Regions from separate parts of the Sus scrofa genome. Here region 2 is linked to region 1. A link is a contact called in public Hi-C data. All regions are on one chromosome and are shown on one strand. The core of a region is the stretch at or near the end of the contact, and the rest is flanking DNA. Distances in the headings are between cores, read along the strand shown. Region 1 overlaps ADGRV1 (G-protein coupled receptor 98). Region 2 has its middle 120 kb from the start of ARRDC3.

Region 1 (4,352 bases), core at 1,409-3,908:
TAAAATGTACAATGAGACCGTTGTATTTATTTAAATAGAAAAGTGAAATAGTGAGACTTTCATAGCCCAAAACAGTGTTTTTTATTAGTTTTTATTCCTTCCTTTGAATTCTCACTGCCACTACCACTGTCCACAATCACAACCCATCACAAGCTGACAGTAAAAGCTGCCTACCCTGCCTCTCATCTTCCAAAATCCAGCCTTTCTTCTGTTTTAATCCATTTTTTTAAATTTGATTCCCAATTGCTAGATTAACCCTTTGGAACAATCCTTTCATACTGTGCCCTTCTAGACTAACTCCATCGGTGACTCCCACCATTTCTCAGACAATATACAACTACCTCACTTGCTGTCAGCTTATCTAGTTCTCTATGCTCAAGTGCAGACCCTACCTCAAAGGAACTCCCAGGGTCTCTATACCCTCCAGGTCTTTATTCTTGTTCTTGTCCTTGCCTAGAATATGCCACATCCATCTTTCAACAAATAAGTCAGATTCCAATCACTCCATAGAGCCTTTTCAAGCTGCCAGCTTACACAGAACGACCTAGTATACCAGAGAGGAGCAGACCTTCTGCATACAACCTAGTTCTGACCATAAGGTTCATTTTCAGACTATTATTTACAAGATTCATGTGTGCATATCTTGTCTGGTATTTTCCACTGCATGAGCTAAACACTGTACATATGGTAGATCAGGTGTAAGCAGGTGAGTTTGTAGATAATAATGATCCAGGTTTGGTGTTAAGTAGGGTTTGTTCAATTTTTTTATTTTAATTATACTAGTGGATGGTCTGTGGGCATTCAGAGTCATGAATGTGATAATACTTTGGCCATATTAATGAGCACACCTAAATTATAGTCAAACAGTTTAATAAGTTTAACTCAAAAGTCTATTCATACCTGTGTTCAGAATGCTCTTTATTCATGTGTCATCAATCTCTACATGAAGAAAAGGTACAGTTAAATACCACAAAACTGTTTTGTACTGAAAATAAAAGCCTTATGTACTCAATGATATTAAAATGGGGACATTCACAAGCTCTTCATAGGAAAGAAAGAATTGGGTGGGGGTTGGGGGGGGAGCTGGCTGTACTTTCTCTCTAAAGGTTTATGTCCAAATACAACACTAATAAGTTTTGCAAGTGTGAAATGCTATGAGAAAAACCAAAACAAAAGCCTCTTCTGTCCTCCCAATCATACCTTGTCTGAGAATCTTTTCATTGTAACCCAGGGGGGAAAAAGAAAACCAGAGAGGAACAGCAGAAGTTTTCCCTTTAGGAAGGAAAACTAAATATTTAGGAGGGGTTTAAAGGCAACAACACTTTAAGTGAAAGTTAAAATTTAATTAATGAAATTTCTTCAACCAAAATTTTTATAGTAAAGAAAATAGGTTAATACTATGGGTTTAGTAATAACATTAACAACAGTAACAGTAGTAGCAGCAACGACAAGCAGAAATGTACTTACTTGGGCCATTATAGAGCTAACCTAATCTTTCAACAAGCAGGACCCAGAAACCCAACCAGACATAATGAATTTTAGCAAGATGCTTATATCCAACCTTAGGAAACACTTTCCCAATCCATTTATATCTGCACTAAATATAATCATAAATGTACTGAATTATGACACTTTGTGCATCTCAAGTTCCCAACCTTCAAAGCAAGGTCCAATTTTGATCCTTGTATGTAATTTCCTAAATTCATTTTTCCTTAAATAACAAAAACAGAAATAAGGATACCCTACTTAAGAAGTAATTCACCAAAACTTCTAGCTAATGAAAAATCTGTTCTGATTAATAAGTATTTCACGATTTCTATCTTACTTTGCTTCAATCCACATATCTTTGCCTATTAGATATGTTTTTAGTCCCTACACACGGAATGACTTTCTTGAGCTGACAGTCTCAACAAAACAGTGCCATCTGCCAGGAGAGAAATCAGGTCCTGGAGCAGCCAGAAGTAATCAGCATTGAAGAGGTCACAGCTTCTGGCTTCAGTCACGTGCAGCCAATAATTCTGAGTCTCAGTGATGCTAGATATTCAGAGTTAAAATGATATAAACTGCAGATTAAAGCAGAATTTATTGGCAGGAGTATCTGAGCAGGATCTTACCTGGGAAACAAACGGATATTGCAAAATGACATCCCAAAACATTACAGAATGAGGAAACTGGACAAGTCACTGCCTGTCCAACTTTTGCTGAATTCCAGAGAACAGTCCTCTGAATTTTAAGGCAATTTCCTCGTCCCTTCTTAAGGAGAAGGCCTATGAAAGCTAAAACTTCTGCACATCCAGCAGCCACCGAAAATTCATATTTAAGTATTTCAAATTCTCAGATATTCAGTGTCATTTCATATAATATTTTTACATACATTTTTTTTCTAGACTACTTTGCTCTTCAGTTTCAGAAAATGTGTTTAAGCCATGCAAACAAACAAACAAAGAGGAAAAAACCCCAAACATTTTCATCAGGTTAAGTTTACTAATCAGAGTAAATGCAGTTGTCTTATCATAATATTTTCTATGAAGAAATTTCTGTTCTTTTTTTTTTTTTTAAGATTTGGAGAGTTGCTTTTTCAGACAGAACCCCAGAACTGAGAACCCTGAACTGCAAACTTGTCCTTTGTCCTAGTTGTTTACCAACCTTATCAGGGCACACATGGGTTGGTAATGTGATTCTAAGATAAAAATTCCAAAGATATAATTAGATGTTTTTCTGAGAAATATCACCCAATGCCATGAAAATTTGTTTGCTGTTTTTCACTTCATACTTGAAGATAATGGGCTCACAATTTCTTGCCATTTAATCATTTTCTTTTAGATAAGTGAGAAACATTAACTTGGCACTGAAGAAAATTACATACTTAAAAAATATAAACAATACTGAAAATACAGATCTTATCTCAAAACCTCTGAGGCATTTCAATAAGCATATTTTCTATAACAACACACTTTTTAAAGCTTATAACAACATAAATATCATGAAAATAATGTTATACCCCTGAATTTAACTACAAATGATAAATGATAGAAAGATCTATTCAAACCAGTGATACACAAGCTTTCTTTCAGAGCCTGACAGACTCAGTTCAATTCTGAAGAAAGTAGATAAAAACAGAAAGGTAGAAAATCACAAATGCATACTTGCTAAGCTGAAGAAGAATACTTTCTAGCCCAGTGACATGAGCACTGTGGAAACATCTCAAGTTTTCTACTGAACTCCATCTTTGCTAGAGACTAAAAAACTGGTTTTGAAAAAAACAAAAAACCCCAAAAATCTTTACTGCCACCTGCTGGTAGTTTATGGTCAATGGTTCTCAAAGATGCTTGAATGACATAAATTCCAGATTAAAGCAGGATCTTTTGCCTTTTAAAGCAAGAATATTAGATACAATACATATTTCTAGCTGTAGACAAAGCCTACCACACTTTCCTGATGATCATGGCCTCCCTCACTGACACATGGCCTGGAAAGGAAGTCAGAGACCATCACATTTCCATTCTTCCCTTTCCCACGAAAGTCACTCAGCTTAGTTCTAGGTCAGTAATAAAGATTTGAAACCAAATGGTCTTGGCAGACCTGTCCACAGAGTATTCACAACTCAAACGCTTGAGGTCAGCTAGAGAAATGTCATGCTCCTAGCCAAAAAACTACAGCCCAAACTATTTTTTAAGGCTTCTCGAGAGGAAACAAACTCAGTGTTGATGAAAGGATCCCAGATGAGAGATCCGAGATGAACTGGCAAGATTTTGTAACTGGAGATATAAACATGATTTTTAAATTCAGAAATGAAAGGGTGGGCCCAGGTTCCCATGGGCAGCTTCATTTCTTTTTTTGGAGAGTCTAAGAATTTTAAAAACACTTTGCCAAACAATTTTAAGGGAAAAAAATATTCTCTTTAATTTAGAAAATATTTAAAAATCCAAGCAGATAGGTAAAATATTGAGGAAACAGTACTTTTTGTCAACAACCTATCAACAATTCTTCCTGCCAAAAATAATCTATGGAAGTTATTGTTTAGTTATTTCATGTCCCAAGTCATACCTTATAGGATTTTTCATGCCACACTGCTTCATTTATTCTAAAAATATACTGAAAAACATGGATTTGACTAACCATCTTCTCCAAAATTAATGTTAAGTGCAATGTGAATCAGAAGTCCCAAGATATAAATCCTGAGTCTTTTTTTCACATCCCTAGACATGAGCAAATTTGTCTGCTAGGACACTGAAGAGTTGTCTGTAATTCTATGGTTCTATAATTAAGACTTGTACAAACTCTGCTGCCAAAAAATCACCAGAGTGGGTGGTGAATACAGCCAAGTAAACTCTAATTATGGAAGGCGGGTT
Region 2 (4,977 bases), core at 1,621-4,120, 320 kb before region 1:
GAAACTTTCCACAGGAAAAAAAACTCATGGACTTGGAGAACAGACTTGTGGTCGCCAAGGGGAAGGAGGAGGGAGTTGGGTGGATTGAGAGCTTGGGGTTAATAGATGCAGGTATTGCCTTTGGAATGGATTAGCACTGAGATCCTGCTGTGAACTGTTTCTAGTCATTTATGATGGAGGATGATGATGTGAGGAAAAAAGAATGTATACATGTATGTGTAACTGGGTCACCATGCTGTACAACAGAAAATTGACAGAACACTGTAAACCAGTTATAATGGAAAAAATAAAAATCATATATAAAAATTAAAAAAAAAAAACCACTACAGATAATTCCATTGTGCAGGCAAGGCTGAGAAACACTACTTCAGACCCAGCTCCATCCCTAGCTTGGGAATCATTTAAGGGCTGATTGGAGGAGTTCTAGCCCAGTGCTCTGGGGAGAAGTCAAAATCAAGTTACAAAGCTAGCATGACTTACTAGTTCCAGTAACTGATCTCCTAGAGTTGCCAGTGGAAGTAAGAAAGAGATAATTAGCTTTAGACTTCGGTAGCCTTTATTTTTAAACCCAGAATCAGATACTTAAACTAGCTATAAGACTTTAGACATGTCACTCTTCTCACTTAGCCTCAGTTTCCTCATCTGTAAAATGGACCAATAACACATTTTGCCAGCCTGCTATGGTTGCTTACCAAACCTTTTCTCCCACTTACTCTAGCATTGGAAGCTTCTTTTTCTAAAATATCTAGTGTTCTGTGTTGATAACTTTATATTCCATAGTATATTCTAGAACTTGGCCTCTGCCTTGTTTATATGTATGCCTTCTAAACGACTGTCTCTCCTTGACATCAGCCTGGTGTTGGGGTTTGCTTCCTGCTGACAGATGATTCTGATCTTATTTTTCCACACACATATACATTTGTGTGCCATCTCTCCTAGATCTCTTGTTTCTGGCCTCCTGCCACCTGACCACTGGCATATTCCAGAACTTCTTTCTGGATACCACTGACACCTGTTGTCTCTGAGTACACATACTGGGCACCAAGTTCTAACAGTCTGACTAGACTTTTGCTTAGTACATCTAACTGGGCTATCATCCCAAGTTCTGCCTCAACTCTAGGGAATGTATTGGGTTTATTCATTAAATCAATATTGGTGGAGCATTTGCCAAATCAAATCACTTTGGCTCTGCACTCGCAATTTATAAGATAGATAAAAAAGATGTAACAAGTTCGTTCATGGGGACAGTTCCAGACCTTGATTATCCCTATATTCTCTTTTTTCCACAAAGCTTAATGCTTTTACATTTGTTTATATCACAAAATAGGATCACTGTTTAAACGATCATAGCAAGGAAAGTGGTTATTGCCTCTATTAAGTTATGCTGGATACTCGTGTTTTGCTCCACACAATTGGAATGATTTGGATTAATTTTGTTTTGATGATTTTTCCAAGTTCGTTTCCTACTCCTTGGCATTGTGCAAAAGCACACTCTCAATTCTACTTGGGGAATATCTTTGCGAATGTAAAGAGCTCCATACTTTTCCCTAGAAACAATTTAGTATGCTGTGTGAATGAGGTATCCTTTGGCTCTTGAAAAACCAATCTGGCTTCATCTGTCAATTTCTATAAACACCTCACAGGTATGTGTGCAAACAAGTCTCAGAGAGAAAAGGAATTTGATGGCCTTTCCAACAATCTACGTGATGGAGCAATCAGCAAGGATGTAATCTAAGCTACCCTTTTACATTTTCCCTCGACTGTGCCTTTCAGTCCTGACTTCCCTCTGTGCCTTCCTAATTATCTTTCTTTGTGTTTTCTGTGGCTGGCAGCAACTTTATATCACCTATCAGAGGAATGAAAATGACTGATTCTACCAGAGGCAATTGAAATGGTTATATACGCTCACAGCAGTGATGATGATGATGACTGTTATCTTAGCATTTTACAGAATTCAGAAGTAATCGGCTGCCTCCTGGCCATACTACTCAAGACCATTTAACCTTGAAGTTGTCCAGTTTGCTTTGTAGTGATCAGGGCTGGCGCAGCAAAAATTGCAAAGGACAAAAAGTCTAGGTTTAGTAAATCTGTCTCCACTACTATGCATCTAGTCTCCTTGTGTTGGTTTCCGAGGGTGCCCTCTGCTGGGCTCCAACCAGGAGTTCTGATTCTGGGCAATAGCCCATGAAACCCATACCTCAACTCTCATTAAGAACTTACTATTTTATGTCATATGTCGTAAGAATCCTAGTATTTGTTTTCCAAGCTGACAATTAATTAAGGTAAACTAACCCATGTCAATGAGTAATGTATTTTATTGTATAAATGGGAAAAAAAAACAACACCCCTCCCAGATCAATTAAGTGTACATTTCCACAATGAATTTATAGAGATAACACTTATACCTAGAGTCTATTTCATTGGTGACTAATGGTGGGAACAGAGTCCAGGCATCTGGGGAAGGCCATGTTCTGGGAAATCAAAGGGGAAAAACATTTACCAAGAGGCAAACCTTACGGCTCCCCTCAAATTAAAATGTGTGGGCAGCCGTCAACTCTAGCTGCCTATATGATCAGACCCCACCCCACAGAAGTAAGTTTCACTCTGCTAACAGGAAAAGAACAAACAACATTGTTTACTTTTAAGTTTTTTATGAAGAATGCCTAAAGCTTTTTTAGAGGGTATTATCTAAATTCTACCAGGTAAGTATGTGGCATTGTTTGGTGGATTAGTATGGCCATAAATATGTGCATAAGATGTACATTCATTGGCATGACCTCTGTTGCCCTATGTACTTTCTTGTCTACTGAATTCAATTGGGCAATCCCTGTCTGTAAGCACATTTCCCATGAACTGGTTAGATCCAGTCTTCATAAGAGGAACTTATTATGAAACCAGCTCCAGAGGATATTTACTTTGTTGAAGATCTGCTGAAAGATACACTTGCTTGAAAATGAAATTGCTTTCTTTTGGCTCCCATCTGGCCCCTTGAGCACTAGAGAACCTTGGGGCTCAGTCAGAATTAGATAGAGAAGGGAGATGACAGCTGTACCTGATTTGCCTTTTAATACTTACTCATCATTTAAGCTGGTATTTTCACAGCTTGAAAGCATGTGTTTCACAAAGACCAGATAAACTCATAACATATTACCAAGTTAATAATGTGCCTGAGATTGGGAACTTGGAAAACAGTACACATTTTTTGAAGGCTTACCTTTTTCTTAAAATTTTCTGTAAATTGTTTCTCTTTCTCTTTAACATATCCATGTTTTAAGTCAAAAATAACAAGTAGGTTGCTTTCCAGATAAGTTATTAAATCTTCAGTTAAGTTAATGTTCCAGTAAGAAACACCACCATTAACTTGTGGCTCCTGATCTAAAATTGTGTATCCCCAGGGTTATATCTATTTAAAGTTGAGAAGCACAAACTCTTAAGAATAGTGAGGGAGAGGATCTAGTTGGGGAAGAATGGATGTTAATGATAAATCTGTTGGTAAGGAGGATTAGCCCGAGTTTGGCTGTGGATGACATTCACAGGGGCATAGTGGCTTTGGATGATAAGATCCAAAGTGCATAGTTGTAATGAGATAGGGATGTTAAGAGTATCTACGTAGCACTGAAGTTGAAGAGACAATAAACTTAACATACAGAGCCATGAAGATGGGTGGGGAAGAGGCAGAAATGTTATTAAACCAATGCACATTTCCCAGGTTCCTTATAGACCTATAGCAGTTGTGGGTGCACAAAGTAAATGGCAAGGCAAATAAAGAAAGAAAAAAATTCTGCATATTAATTTTCACATTACAGTATCATCTCTTGTCTTTCTGAAAGTTTAAAGCATATATATATTTTAATCTTATAAATTCTATACCTATATTTTAATTTATTATTTTTTTCTTTTTACAGCTGTACTTGTGGCAGATGGAAGTTCCTGGGCCAGGGGTCAGATTAGAGCTGCAGCCACCAGCCTACGCCACAGCCACAGCAACATGGGATCTGAGCCACATCTTCGACCCACACTATAGCTCACAGCAACACCAGATCCTTAACCCACCAAGTGGGGCCAGTCCTCATGGACACTATATTGGGTTCTTAACCCACTGAGCCACAATGGGAACTCCAACTATATATATTTTAATCACTAGTGTTTTATATTTATTATCTGGAATACATTTATTCCAGAAGTTAATTCATCTATAGGTTATTTGAAACTCAGAGCCTGCTTTCTATTAGTCATTAGCAGTGGGTTTTTCATGCCAGTCCCCAAAGTGTATTTAACGCATAAGGGAAGGGTACCTGCATTTTCCTTTTTTTATAAACACACTTTGATGAAAAATGGTCTGAACAATACTGTGAGAAATACTGTTTTAAGAGGTCGAAGTCTTGTGATGAGGGCAAGAGACCAAGGACACTGGCTGAAAGCCTGGGATAGGGTTACCAGGGGGTGTAGAGATATGCTAACGTTGACTGCCCTCTTTGCTACCTGGTTCTTCTCCACACATCCAAAAAGAGTGGTTACTTTGGCAATTAGGTGAAGCCTAATGGAACGAGTGGACGCCTGACCTAAGTTAGGTCAACCAAATATTTTAACTTAAGAGTTTGCAAATGAAGACAGAAGCACCAATTAACCCCTGCGGGTTATTGGAAATGAAGAGATTTCCAGGAGCTACAGGGAGCCAGTCCTGTCAAAGCAATGGGCAAGCGGCGGGCTAGCATACACAGAAAAAGAATGAGAAACACGCACAGAGAGAAGAAGAGATGAGAACTATGCTTTGTGGGTGAGGAAGGTGAGGCAGAAAAAGTAGATGAGGGAGAAAAAAAGAGTGAAAGCAAACAAAAAAAGAAAAAAGAAAGGAGAGAATTTTCCTTGGAGCCTGTCAATTTGTTGTTGTAGATGCCGGTCCCGTCTATGGTTATGCTTTCCATCTGTTGTGTCCTTCCTATTAATTTACTTTTTCACTTAAGCTAATTTGGATAT

What was found. Hi-C and Micro-C count contacts between places; a contact is called where the count stands out from the background.
Region 2: a contact with region 1 is called in a Hi-C map of fetal liver, with 1.7 times the contacts expected there. The contact joins two enhancer-like sites. A contact is called at or near these places in 2 of 47 Hi-C or Micro-C datasets (embryonic fibroblasts and fetal liver).

Annotation. Positions count from the first base shown.
Region 1 is chr2:97,998,742-98,003,093 of Sscrofa11.1, reverse strand. The region is part of intron 84 of ADGRV1 (G-protein coupled receptor 98); the gene reads right to left. Among named protein-coding and RNA genes, the nearest start is that of LYSMD3, 300 kb to the right of the region's middle. Within about 2 kb of position 2,658, at least 11 of the 83 cell types and tissues checked have an H3K27ac peak or open chromatin away from gene starts, as enhancers often do. A contact at or near this core is called in fetal liver, where this site is marked.
Region 2 is chr2:98,322,659-98,327,635 of Sscrofa11.1, reverse strand. No RefSeq gene overlaps it. Among named protein-coding and RNA genes, the nearest start is that of ARRDC3, 120 kb to the left of the region's middle. Within about 2 kb of position 2,870, at least 20 of the 83 cell types and tissues checked have an H3K27ac peak or open chromatin away from gene starts, as enhancers often do. A contact at or near this core is called in fetal liver, where this site is marked.